3 separate regions of the Sus scrofa genome follow, and all the other regions are linked to region 2. Evidence: chromatin contacts called from public HiChIP or PLAC-seq data. All regions are on one chromosome and are shown on one strand. The core of a region is the stretch at or near the end of the contact, and the rest is flanking DNA. Distances in the headings are between cores, read along the strand shown. Region 1 overlaps FOXO1 (forkhead box protein O1). Region 2 overlaps COG6 (conserved oligomeric Golgi complex subunit 6). Region 3 overlaps FOXO1 (forkhead box protein O1).

Region 1 (4,337 bases), core at 566-3,065, 700 kb after region 2:
GGGGGAAAATGTGTGGGAATAAGTGTACATCTATATAAATCTACACACACTCAGGCATATAACATAACACAAGCAAACATAACAAATGTTAACAATTGGTGAATTGGGTAAAGGGTGTGTGGAAGTTCTTTAGATTATTCTTTAAACTTATCCTTTTTTTTCATCTTTTTAGGGCCGCACCTGCCCTAAAACATTCCCAGGCTAGGGGTCTAATCGGAACTGCAGCTGCCAGCCTATGCCACAGCCACAGCAACGCCAGATTCGAGCGGCGTCTGTGACCTACACTGCAGCTCACAGCAACACCAGAGCCTGAACCTACTGAGCAAGGCCAGGGATTGAACTTGTGTCCTCATGGATACTAGTCAGGTTCATTACTGCTGAGCCACAGCGGGAACTCCCTAAGCTTATCTTTTGAAATTATTTCAAAATAAATTTTTTTTCCTATTTTTTAAAGCCTCCTGAAGGACATGAGGAAACGTCAGGGATAGGGATGCTCATTATCTTGACTGTGGAAATGCTTCCCAAGTGCACGCATGTGTCAAAGTCCATTGCACAGCACACAAATGAGAACAGTCTGTGTATGTCAGTTACACAACAATACAGCAGTTTCTTAAAAACATACATTCACAGCCCTTTGAGGGTTTCAGTCTTCGTGGGCTCTCACACAACCGTCTCAACACACCTTGTAGGGAGTTCCCGTGGTGGCGCAGTGGTTAACGAATCCAACTAGGAACCATGAGGTTGCGGGTTCGATCCCTGCCCTTGCTCAGTGGGTTGAGGACCCGGCGTTGCCGTGAGCTGTGGTGTAGGTCGCAGACACGGCTCGGATCCCGCGTTGCTGTGGCTCTGGCGTAAGCTGGTGGCTACGGCTCCGATTAGACCCCCAGCCTGGAACCTCCATATGCCGCGGGAGCAGCCCAAGAAATGGAAAAAAGACAAAAAAAAAAAAATCAACACACCTTGTACCCCTGTGGGCCTCTTCTGCACCCTTTACCCTCCCCCTCCCACCGTCCAGATGAACTCACTGAACTATCTGAGCTTGTCGTTCTTCCTCTTTTTTTGCTCATTCTGCTACTACCTCCCGGAGAAGGGACGACAGAATCTGGACTCACAGGACTCAATCCCAGCTGTATCCAGTCACATGCTCAGGTGGCAGCCCAGCTCCTCACCTTGAAATGAGGATTACAGCCACCCACAGACTCGACCCAGACGGGAACTGGCAAGGTGGCTGAGGTTCAAGTTGAGTGAGGTGGCAAGGTATGAGAGCACTTTGTAAACTGAAATAACACAAAACAGTGTTTGGGTGTCATTGCCTCCAACCATTTAAGTCCTGCAGGTTTGACATTCTTCTCAAAATTTTCTCTGAATCACATTCTCTGAAACAGACTCTCCTCTCCCCCAAAATGATGCAGTACTACTGAGATGCTCTGTGAGGCCCCCTATGCTCCACCAGGTTCATCTCGAGTGTCCCTTGTGAATAAGGTACACCTATGCCAACTTCCTCATCTTTCTGGGTCCACCTTGCACATGCCAAGCGTTCAATATCTGAATTCAGTAATGTACTGGACGTCAGTAATTAGACTGTAATCACTGAAAGAGCCCAACCAATAAATGGTGGACGTATGAAGTGGCTGGACGTGGGGCCCACACACCAGCGGCCCTCTTTTCACACACTGGTTGTGGGGCTTGGCAAAAACCCGGGAGGAGACCACAGATCCAGTTTTGCTGTGGTCATCCGGCTCCCCAAGCCCTTGTGGGGCACTGAGTTCTGTAAGAGGAAACTACAGATGATAGGCCCAGGGTGATTAAATGAGTGCTTGGGGAGTGAGTATGCATCATTCTGAAACCAGAGGACCTAGAATGCAGATGGGAACCGGTGGTCAGGAAGCCTCCAGAAAGAACAAGTAGCTGGGTTCAGGCTTTTCTCAGGCTCAGCACACAAGCTCATCAACAGAGGGTGTGATAAGAACTTTTAGTCACATCCCATTTTTAACTTACTAAGACACCACTTTAAAAACACTGATACTATCTTCTACCATTCTACCTCCAAAAAATAAGGGAAGGAGGTTTAAAAATGTAATTAGCTAAATCTGGAACCCCACCAAAATGCTAGGCCCTTTGTTCTAGGAATTCAAGTACTGTTAATTTCAACAGCATGGGGAACTGATGCTGATTATATAGAAAATCTGCATGTCGTTTAAACACATGCAAGCCAGGGGAATCCTTCAAAACAGCCTGAGCCAGTTTTGTCTTTGCTCCTACTGAAGAGCAAAATTATTCGTCAAGGAAAAAAGAAACACTGGTCAACAGCAGAAAAACCAGGAAAGACTTGTCATTTAATGGTTGGTCTGGTAAACAAGTAAAAGGGCCTAACACAATCTATTTATCCCATGAAGTACTGTGAAGACTACATGCTCTGGCAACGGCACCCTGTCATTTTCTTTCCAATCTTTTACATGTGAAGGGGAGTTGCCTGGAGGTACACCAGCAAGACGCCCTCCAGGCCTCCCCCACCCCTTGCTGGAGCTGCTTCAGAAGGAGGACAGAAGAACAGAAGGGGCTCTGCCTCCACACAGGTGTGACTGCTGAGTCCCAGAGGCTTCCTGACTGTGGGGGGATTTTCCGCCTAACACAAATTATGTTGTGGGGGTGGACAAGTGAGAAAGAATGGAGCCTTATGATGAGTAAAGAAATGTGAAGAGGATGTAAAAATAATTATTGCCAAATCTTTCCTCTGGAGTTCTCAGTCCCATGTCCTACAGGGCTGAGAGTGGCTGGGCTTGGGGCCCTATTGGAGGTGGGAGTGATAGCCCTTCACTGTGGTGAAGGGCTCCTTGCCAAAACTTTTTATGCTCCAGCCTCACAGCATAACCAAAGTAGACCCAACAACTGGGGGATAAGTTTAGAGCCACCTTGCCATAAAATATGAATGTGACCTCACCCTATATACCAAAATTAACTCAAAAGAGATCAAGAGTTAAGTTTAAGAACTAACACTATTAAACGCTCAGAAAGTAAGTGTAAATCTTGGTGACCTAGGATTAGGCAATGGATTTTTAGACACAACAACAAAAACACAAGCAACAGAAAAACAGAGGTAAATTGTCTTCAAAATTAAAAGTCTGTTTACTTTCAAGAACACCACCAGTTTCTACATTCAAGTTCACAGCAGTATTATTCACAATAGCTAAAACGAGAACAATTCAAGGGTCCACTTACGGTACAGACATGGAAGGGAATATGAGTCAGCTTTTAAAAGGAAGGAAATTCTGTTATGGGCAACAATATCTGTTTGAAACATTATGTTAAGTGGGAAAAAGCCAATCACAAAAGGACAAGTATTGTATGCATCTTCTCATGAGCTACCTAGAGTAGTGAAGTTCAGAGATAGAGAGTAGAATGATGGTTGCCAGGGACCGAGGGTGGGAGGGTGTAAGGAGTTATTGTTTAATCATCAAGAGTTTTCATTTTGCAGCATGAAAAGAATTCTTGAGCTGGCTGATAGTGATGGTCGTGCAACAATGTGACAGTACATAAAGCCCCTGCACTACACACTTAAAAATGATGAGGATGGTAAATTTTCACGTTATTTCACAATTTTTAAAAGGAGAAGAAAAAATACCACACCACCACCAAGAAAGTGAAGAGGCATCCCACAAAATGGGAGAAATTATTCGCAAATCATATATATAAGGGATTTGTATCTAGACTATACAAAGAGCTCAAACATAAATAACATAACTTAAAAATGGGTACAGGATCTCAATAGTTATTTCCCCAAAAAGATATGCAAATGCTCAACATCATTAGCCATCATAAAAATGGAAAATAAGTCCACAATGAATATCACTTCATATCCACTAGGATGGCTAAAATAAAACAGAGAGTAACAAGTGCTGACAAGGACTTAGAGAAATTAGATCTTCACACCCTCCTGATAGAACTATAAAATGATGTAGCCACTTTAGAAAAGTTTGGCAGTTCCTCAAAAGACTAAACTATTGAGTTACCAAGTGACTCAGCTATTTCACTCCTAGGTATATATCCAAGCCAAGAGAAATGAAAAGTATATCCATGCAATGGAATACTATTTGACAATAAAAAGGCATGAAGTACATGCTGACGCATACTACAACATGATGGAGCTTGAAAATGTTATGCTAAGTGAAAGCCAGTCACAAATGATTGCATATTATATGATCCCATTTATATGAAATACCCAGAATGGGTAAATCCATAGACAGAGCAGATAAACAGTTAGTAGCCTGGGGCTGGAAGGTAGGGGGCAACAGGTAGGGACTGGCCATGGTTATGGGCTTCTTTGGGGGGAGTGTTGA
Region 2 (4,374 bases), core at 365-2,864:
TGGCGCAGTGGTTAACGAATCCGACTAGGAACCATGAGGTTGCGGGTTCGGTCCCTGCCCTTGCTCAGTGGGTTAACGATCCGGCGTTGCCGTGAGCTGTGGTGTAGGTTGCAGACATGGCTCGGATCCTGCGTTGCTGTGGCTCTGGCGTAGGCTGGCAGCTACAGCTCCGATTAGACCCCTAGCCTGGGAAACTCCATATGCCGCGGGAGCGGCCCAAGAAATAGCAAAAAGACAGAAAAAAAAAAAGAAGGGGTAATGAGAAGGCTGTGCCTGGACAAGTTGACATTACCTTCATGGTGGACTGGGAGCTTACTTATATTCATGGAACTCTTAGCAGATACCTGTAAGCACCAGTCTGCTTAGGTCAGAGTACAGCGCACCTGACCTCACCTGCAAAGACTGGCTCAGATGCAGCACTGTCCTCCCAAATAAACTCCCCAGGAGGGTAAAAAGAGAGAAACTTTGGAGCTGGTTCCTACCCTGAGCTGGCTGTTGAAGGAGGAGTGTTGCTTTGGAGCCAAGATAGAGGAACTGCCATGGGTTGGGTAGGAACTGGAGTGAAGGCCCAGTTTCAGGCCCTCAGCTTTGGTCCTGGCCAACTGCAATATGCTTCAGCTTCATGGCCGCTGCACGGCCAACCGAGGATGTCTTTGGACTGCTTGGTGGAATCGTGGTTGTGTTCCAGTAGCACTGAAGGTGACCTTGAGGGATGCATCTGAGTCCCTGCTCCTGTGGGAAGTCTGGAAAGCTAGGAACTGCTTTCAGATTCTAGAAGTAACATCTGGGACTTTGGGGCTGTATCATGGTATCTGGTAGGGAGACGGACAGGAGGCAGGGTGTCAGGAAGTAATGGGACTGGATTTCCTGGTGTTAGGAGCATGTGAGAATATAGTATTTTATTATGGGTCTTCACTAGTCAGTGTTACTTTTCCAGATTTAAAGTGGACTTATCTCTATGATCATTTTCTAGTGACTACTAAGGAGTTTTTTTTTTCATATATATCATACACATTTTAAATTGATGAGTGTCTACTTAAATATCTCTGTCAGAATCAAAAAGGATTAAAGAACTTACCCTAATTCAAGTAGAGCTACCAATCCTTTTCAAATGATTTTTGTAATAAATATTTAGGGTACTGAGAAGAGATTTCAACTGGCAGAATCTGCCTCATGCAACATTTTTCTAGCTATTAGCTCATCCTTAATTTGAACTAATCTATCCACTTAGGGATTGAAGTAGAAAGACCACCTCAAGTCAAAGCAGGAAATGGGTAGAGGCTAGAGTACTCAGAGGATGAAGGATTTACCGCTTTGCTCAGCTTTGGGGAATGAGGGAAATGGTACATCAAACCCGGGGCCACCTCCATACCCTGGGATGTAAATACGATGCACTGTACAGAGGGGGTGATCCCTATGAGGTGCGGTCAGGAGGGAGCCCAGCAGGGCCTCCTTTCTGCGTACACCCCAGGCTCCAGGAAACCCTGTGACAGCAGGAAGCAGAGGAGCATCGAAAGCCCAGAGCCTGGAGGAGAGACCCCTCACGGTGGGGGGAGGGCAAGCAGCTGAGCAAAGGAAGTGAGAAGAGAGGAGGAAGTCAGTTCCCCCAAACAACTGGGCTCAGAAGCTGTGCTAAAGGGAGAAGTTGTCCCCTCCAAGATTCCAGGAAGCGGGTGCAGACCTCTGCAGTGGCAGGAATAGGCAGAGGAAGAAATGTGGAGGCAGATAAAGGGGGCAGCCGGAACCCTGGCTCTGCCTGTTCTGATTCATTCGACTCGGAGTGAAGGATAGTGGAAGCCTGAAAAGGGGCGTGTGGCCCTGGCCGCAGTGGGTGGAGTAGAGGCCAGAGGCGCAGTTGTTAGGACCAGACAATTTAGGAGTCACTTCGCTAGTAAGTGACCACCCCACATGGGGTGAGTGGTGTTGAAACAGGTTTTGCAGAGAGAAAATCATACTCCAGCTTGCACTCGTGAAATTCAGCTTTCCAGCTTGCACTCGTGAAATTCAGCTTTACAGCAGCGGAATTTCAAACATGAAGCTGAGACTCGTGCTTTAAAGCATCCCCAGGAAGAGCCACTCTGTGGTGGCCGCTTGCTTTGGCCCTTCTGATTGAGGTCTGCAGATTCTGGAGATGTTGCTCGATTTTACCCACAGCAGCATGGCTCGTTCTTTGCTGGATTCAAGCAGAACGTTTTCTCGTTGAATAACCAGCTGATGCCTGTCACCCCTTTGAGCGTCTAGCCTACCTGTGAAAAGGAAGACAGATCTCACAGCCTCGCATTCATAATTCACCGACGGGACCTTCTAAAGACACTATTTCATCTGAAAAGCTAAAAGTGACTAAGACACTTAATATTATTAATCACATTATGAGCCCCTAGAGACTGCTTACTGGAAAGTATTTTGGGAAATTTACTGATGGGAAATGGAAGGCACCACAAGTCTGCTGGTTCTCTGCCCATTCTTTTTTTTTTTTTCCCAAAGGTAGGAAATGTCTCTTTTCACTGTGAGATTGGCTCACCACGCTGTGAACTGTAGTGAGTAGACTGGGTCAAAGGTCAGGGGAGTGGAATGAACAAAAGGACATGGTGGTCACTACACAAAGGGCCAGCTCCGGGGGGTCAGGTTTGGTTATAGCAAAGTGCTTTTGCATTGCCTGCCAAGAAGATGGGGTTAATTAGGTAGGAAAGAGTAGGAGGAAACTGATGTTAGTGAAACATTTAACTGGATGCTTTAGCATTTAACTGGATTCAGTATCAGATGGAGTATGTGTGTGTGTTTAATTCTCACAAAAACCCCATGAAATGAGAATCAGTAGCCTCAATTTACAGGTGAGGAAACAAGCTGTAGATTAAGTAAACTTGCCTGGTGGCGCAGAATTATTAAGAGACTTAGGTTTAGAACAGATATCTGACACTGACTTCTATACTTCTGCCCTTTTAAAATAATTCACTCTTTTATTTAGTATTATCTATCCATCTATATACATATATTTATAATTTTATTTAATGAGTGGAGTTGGTATACAGCAGTGCTTCTTTGTGGAATTTCAGGCACTCAGGACAGAGGTGTTGAAAAAAGATATTATGGAGTGGGAATTTCTCAAAGTGCCATGCTTAAAGCTTTCCCTGTGTGACAGCTGTCACCACTCTACAATAAGCAGCTGTAAGCAGAGTGCCTAGTTGCCCTCTCCATCCTCACAGGTCCCCCAGCGCCTGGTGCTCAGTCCGTGGTTCTGTATGCATCTTTCTCTTAACCCTCACTGGGAGGGCTCAGGAATGTGGAACATTCAGAGCAGGAAATTGCACCATCAGCAACATTGTCTTTGAATGTTGACACTTGCTTAAGGTCAGGCCACCCCAGGGACCATCATCATCATCTCGTGCCCTGTGCAGGACCTTGTGCTTCTGGAAGCATTCCAGGTGTGGGAGGTAATGAGGTCTCGGAAAACTGCCTGGCGCCCTGGCTTGTAGAAACATGGCCAGATGGTTTTGTCATCAGCCTTTGTCCACACTATGCTCTGTTTGATGGAAATGGACCAAATGGAAACTCAGATTTACTGAGATAGACGATAATATGCACATGTAGCACATAGGGTTGCTGTGAGCATTAAACAAATAAATACGGGAAAAGCACTGAAAATAGTGTCTCACAAACTGTAAGCACCAATGAAATGTTTGTTATTATTATTGGTATTCTTGACTTAAATGGATATTGTTTCCTAAATGACTTTAATTTTTATAGACTGTTAAAAGATAGAGTGACCTGCAGAAAATTAAGCCCTAAAGATCCATTTATTGAGCAACTTTTTTCCTCTGCTACTCTTTCTCTTAAACTTCAAAATTCACTCTTGTGTTGTCACAAAAGACATCATTTGGCAGAGATAGTGTCATGCAGGGGATGATTAAAATATCTTCCCTTGTAGTTGTTGGTTTTACATTATTTTATTGTTTATTAGTAAGTAATAACAGGTGTACTGCAAAAAAAACGGTATGAAAGGATATACAGTGAAAATGTAGTCTCCTCCTCACCCAGAGCCTTAGTCATTGAGGCCTCTCCCCCACAAGAATTCTCTTATTATTTATGATGTATTTTTTCATTGATTCTCTTAGGTATTGCAGAGAAAACGGTTGTTTCCAGAAAAACATGTCACCTACAAAAATAATTCTTCCTAATCAAATTTTTATACCTCTGTTTTTTCCTGTTGTCTAATTGCAGTGACTGGTAGCTTTGGAACAATATAAACAATATTGCAAAGGATGTGTTTTTTTTGTTCCAGAGTTTAAAGATCATGCTTTAGCAAGAGGCTGCTAGACACACACACACACACACACACAAATCATGCATCTGTCGGTACATACATCCTCCCTCTCT
Region 3 (4,312 bases), core at 316-2,815, 640 kb after region 2:
TGGTCAGCCAGGGATGCAGCCACAACGCCCACATCCTCATCCATCACTGTGGGATGCAGATGCTGTGTGCCTATCACTGCACCGGAACAAAGCCTCTGCACAGCAGGACAGGTTGGGCCAACACAAACCATGAGCTCACAATTCTTATTAAAAGAAGACAGAAAACAAAAAATGGCGGGGGGGAATCTTACTTTCTCAAAGGCAACGCAAAAGTCAGAGTGAGGCCGGACAGTCAAGGCTGAGAAATCCACGCCCTCTGACCCTCTGTACTACATTCCACCAAGGATTGCAACACAGCAGCTATGTGACAAGCCCTTCTGCCAGGGCCCGGATGAGTGTGGGTCAGCCTTGACCCTGAATGGGGGCTTCGGGAGGGATGCTAGGCCGGTGCGGAAGTGGATGGCAGTGAGGGTTCGCTTCTGTTGCCAAGATTCTGATTCTCCTCTTCCCTTCCCACTTACAGATCTCATCCCGAACTCTAGACCAGCTTTGAGGTCTTCAGGTACATACGAGAATCCCTAAAAAAGGCTGAACACTACATTCCTCTCATGTCCTATTTCGACCCCAGGAACATTCCCCAGACCCTATGGGAAGGTTGTTCTTACACACATGCACACACCACAGCCTCCTCTGCTGGGCCGGCCAACACTAGCAAACCAAGTTCTGCAGTCCTCCTTAAAGCCGCAGGCCTGCCCCAGGAGAGACCTGGAATGAGCCTGTGACAAGCTCTGTAGCCGAAAGTCTGGGCATTTGCACAATATTCCATCCCGACTATCTTGTTCTTTGAACACAATAGACTCACAGATAAGCCTCGATGAGATCTCTGGAGGAAAGGAAGTTTGACTCCGGTCCCTGTCACATTTAGTTAATGATAAAAGGGGAAGATCTTCCTAGATAGTGGCTTCCTGACCGTCTGTCTGCACTGCCTGGGGGAGGGGCTGGCGCTGCCCTACAGACACTTAATTACATCAGATCATCTGCAACTGCAACCAGGGGCCATCTCTAACAAGACCGCAGAATCTGCACCCATGAAATCGTTTCAAAGATCAGGAAGTATATTCACTAACTCAGGTGGGACATACACTAACTTATTAGCACTTAGACGTACCAAAAAGACAAAAAAACAAAAACAAAAAAAAGGCCTCACAGCAATCCCTTACTTATCAAAACATTATGCTACATACTTTCCTAAGAGGACATTTCAGGTCGCTCTTTGAGCAACAGAGCTGTCTCTTAACTTTGCCAACAATTAAAAAAAATTTTTTTTTTCCGAACAGGAAAAGGTTTGCTATGCAGGGCTTGTTACATAAATTCCTGTTTTTCACACAGCCAGTAGGACATTAAAGAAGCTATGATTTCCAATTGGGGGGAGGGAAGTCGGAGTAGGGGGGTGCTGAATAGGTAAAGCTTGTAAACGTATGTGTCGCTATTAACGATGGTACGTCTGCAAATCTCTGCCAGCCGAGGCGGACGCAGCCGAGGCAGGGAAAGAACGGTTCACTGTGATCTGTGCAGAAAGTCACACGCAACCAGCAGTGCTCTGAGCTGTTCAGTTCTTCAACCGTGAACAAATACCACGTGAGGAGAGAGGCTGGGTGTGAGGACAGAAGACTCGTGCACTGTGAATCACTTACCCAAACCCCGAGTTTCTACATGAGACCGTTAGAGAAAAGGACAAATCGGCAACTCCCCTGCACGAGCTGTCCTCCTCTGCAGCCGGGGCTGGCTGCTGGTGTGCAGCTGCTTTCCTCCGCACTCGCCCCGCTGCCACCTGCCACTGGCGTCCCTGGCCACCCCAAGCGGGGCCTGACCCCTTGGAAGTCCGTGGCTCCCAGGGGGAAGGGGTGCCCTGGACACACTGTGCCCTGGCTTGCTCAACCTGCTCTGCTGCTCAGGTGTTCCACTTTGTTCACTCTATGGACTGGATTCCAAGCCTCTTAAAGAGAAAGGGGCTAGAGTGTGTTTTTATTTCCAAATCTCAAAGCCCCTAACAGATGCTCTACACATTCAATCAATGAACATTTTTTGACTGACATCCCTGAAACATCACAGGCAAGGTATAATGCCTTCCACATCTTTTCTCCACCCACTCGTGTACCAACTCACACCAAGTAACTTTTATTGGGACTGATTTATGCTGGGTATAGTGAAGGACATCAGAATGAATTAGTCACGGAGTCTGCCCTCCAGGTGTTTTATGATCTACCTGGGGAAGGAACAAGTCCACCTATCTATCCACTCAGGACAGAAGATGATGCACACAGGGCTGTCCAGGACCTCAACTTTTTCCTGCCAAAGGCTGCCGCCTCCCCACAATTTTTTTTTTTTTTTGCTTTTTTAAAGGACCACACCAGCAGCATATGGAATCGGAGCTGCAGCTGCCAGCTTATACCACAGCAACACCAGATCCAAGCTGCATCTGTGACCTACACCATAGCTCACAGCGACACTGGATCCTTAACCCACTGAGCAAGGCCAGGAATCAAACCCGCAACCATATGGATACTAGCCAGATTCGTTTCCACTGTGCCTGAACGGGAACTCCCCACCTCCCCACAATTTCTATCTCAGCCAAAGTGTCCTTTCCTTCTGGAAGCACTTTCTGAGAACCCCACCCTATCCTGCAGCTAACCTAAGTCCTGGCTGACTCACCACACCTATGGTTCTGCCATGTCTAACTCCCCGCTACACTGTGAGCTGCATGAGTGCAGGGGGCGGGGGCCTCAGCTGTTTTCTTGTGCACAGCATCCTCCCAGCTCCATCACCAAGTAGACACTCAAGGACCTGTTGAATGGATTAACTGGGCCTACATTTACAGGACGCTTGCGCAGATTAAATGAGATTGCGGGTGGCGTTACCTCAAGCACTGTCAGCTGGGGCTGCAGTACTGATTAGGACATCAGCATCCATAAAATAACATGCCTGCGTTTTAAAGACGTACCCATATGACAAACGTGAGTCTCGTTTCTTCATAATCATACCTTGTACTGTTCCTACCAACATGGGGCTTTTTTACATGTCAGTTACTGGAAAAGCAGCCTAGTTTGGGGTTAAGAGTTAAGCTACTTTCTCCTTCACTGGGTAGAGTCTCAGGTGTGGCAGGCAGATGTTAATGAAGAAATTCTGATACTAACACTGGTCGGTTAACACGCTTGCCCACTGTGTCTTCAGACGCCTTCTCAAGGCTGCTGGCATGTGGGTACCACACACAGCTGTGGGCTCTCTGTGCTCTGGACTCAGCCAGCTGGTGATGGGGAAGCAGTGACAGGTGTTAGAGCAGGGCCACTTCAGCAGGCCACAGCCTGGCGTCTCCCTGGGGGGCAGTTATGACTAAGCTCTGCTGGTCCCTACCCTCCTGCTGGAAGAGGCTGGCCCCAGAGACCCTGAAGATGCAGGCCAGGAGCCGCCCCTCCCCAGGATGCGCCAGGCCTGGCTGTCTAAGGCAATAATCAGCCAACCATCAAAGGGCAAGAAGAGAGCATTGTACCTTTCACTCACTTTCCATTTTAATCTCATTTTTTAAAGTGAGCAAATGCATTATATAAAGTACACAATATATTGATTTAGGATACATGAATAAGTGTATAGTATAAAATAAATGAATGTAATATCAAGAAGGGTATGTTATTTTTTACAGCAACATTTAAGACTGCTGGTTGATTTCAGTGAACTTCTATTCTACTAGAAGCCCCAACAAAGATAACCAAGGAAGCAGAACTAGCCCTACTGTCAAACCTAACAAACTCTTAGGTCCCCCAAGGCCTGGGTTGAAGAAATGGCCTGGGGTCCTGCTCTCAGTTTGCTCCTCTCCTCCCCCTTTGCCCTCCTGAATCCTTCCTTCAGACCTGAGCTGCCATGTGGCTCCAGCCAGCCTACCCCTCTCCCTCACCCCCCCACCCCCGCCCCCACCCCCGAGTGCGTGGAGACCACCATTTCTCAGCCTTGACTCTTGCCAACACTGCCACACCCCACTTTCTTTCTGCTGGGGTCCTAAGACAACTCTGGCCTTTGTGTTTTATCAAAAATAAAACAAAACCAGCAACTTAGGCTGAATACATCCTGCTCAGGATCCCCTGGCCTTCACTAGTTCACAAACTGCTTTCAATACATCGTCTCACTCCATCCTTGGAGGAGCAAGCTGTATAAAGGCAGGTATTACTGGCCTTGTTTTAGAATAGGAAAAATGAGACTCAGAAAATGAATCTCAGGCAAAATGACTCTGTATACGACACCGCTGCCAGCTGGAAAAACCAACCACTTTTTGGCTTCACCATTGTTAGGAAGAAACAAGGAACGTACTTAAGACTGAGGT

What was found. HiChIP or PLAC-seq counts read pairs in DNA pulled down with a chosen protein or histone mark.
Region 1: a contact with region 2 is called in an H3K27ac HiChIP or PLAC-seq map of alveolar macrophages. The contact joins two enhancer-like sites. A contact is called at or near these places in 1 of 47 Hi-C or Micro-C datasets (embryonic fibroblasts) and 1 of 2 datasets of contacts at active chromatin or transcription factors (alveolar macrophages).
Region 3: an H3K27ac HiChIP or PLAC-seq map of alveolar macrophages shows a contact between it and region 2. The contact joins two enhancer-like sites. A contact is called at or near these places in 1 of 47 Hi-C or Micro-C datasets (embryonic fibroblasts) and 1 of 2 datasets of contacts at active chromatin or transcription factors (alveolar macrophages).

The regions. Positions count from the first base shown.
Region 1 is chr11:15,381,071-15,385,407 of Sscrofa11.1, forward strand. The region is part of intron 1 of FOXO1 (forkhead box protein O1); the gene reads right to left. Among named protein-coding and RNA genes, the nearest start is that of FOXO1, 27 kb to the right of the region's middle. Within about 2 kb of position 1,816, at least 8 of the 83 cell types and tissues checked have an H3K27ac peak or open chromatin away from gene starts, as enhancers often do. A contact at or near this core is called in alveolar macrophages, where this site is marked.
Region 2 is chr11:14,679,222-14,683,595 of Sscrofa11.1, forward strand. All of the region lies in intron 17 of COG6 (conserved oligomeric Golgi complex subunit 6), which reads left to right. Among named protein-coding and RNA genes, the nearest start is that of COG6, 110 kb to the left of the region's middle. Within about 2 kb of position 1,615, at least 12 of the 83 cell types and tissues checked have an H3K27ac peak or open chromatin away from gene starts, as enhancers often do. A contact at or near this core is called in alveolar macrophages, where this site is marked.
Region 3 is chr11:15,323,991-15,328,302 of Sscrofa11.1, forward strand. The region is part of intron 1 of FOXO1 (forkhead box protein O1); the gene reads right to left. Among named protein-coding and RNA genes, the nearest start is that of FOXO1, 84 kb to the right of the region's middle. Within about 2 kb of position 1,566, at least 31 of the 83 cell types and tissues checked have an H3K27ac peak or open chromatin away from gene starts, as enhancers often do. A contact at or near this core is called in alveolar macrophages, where this site is marked.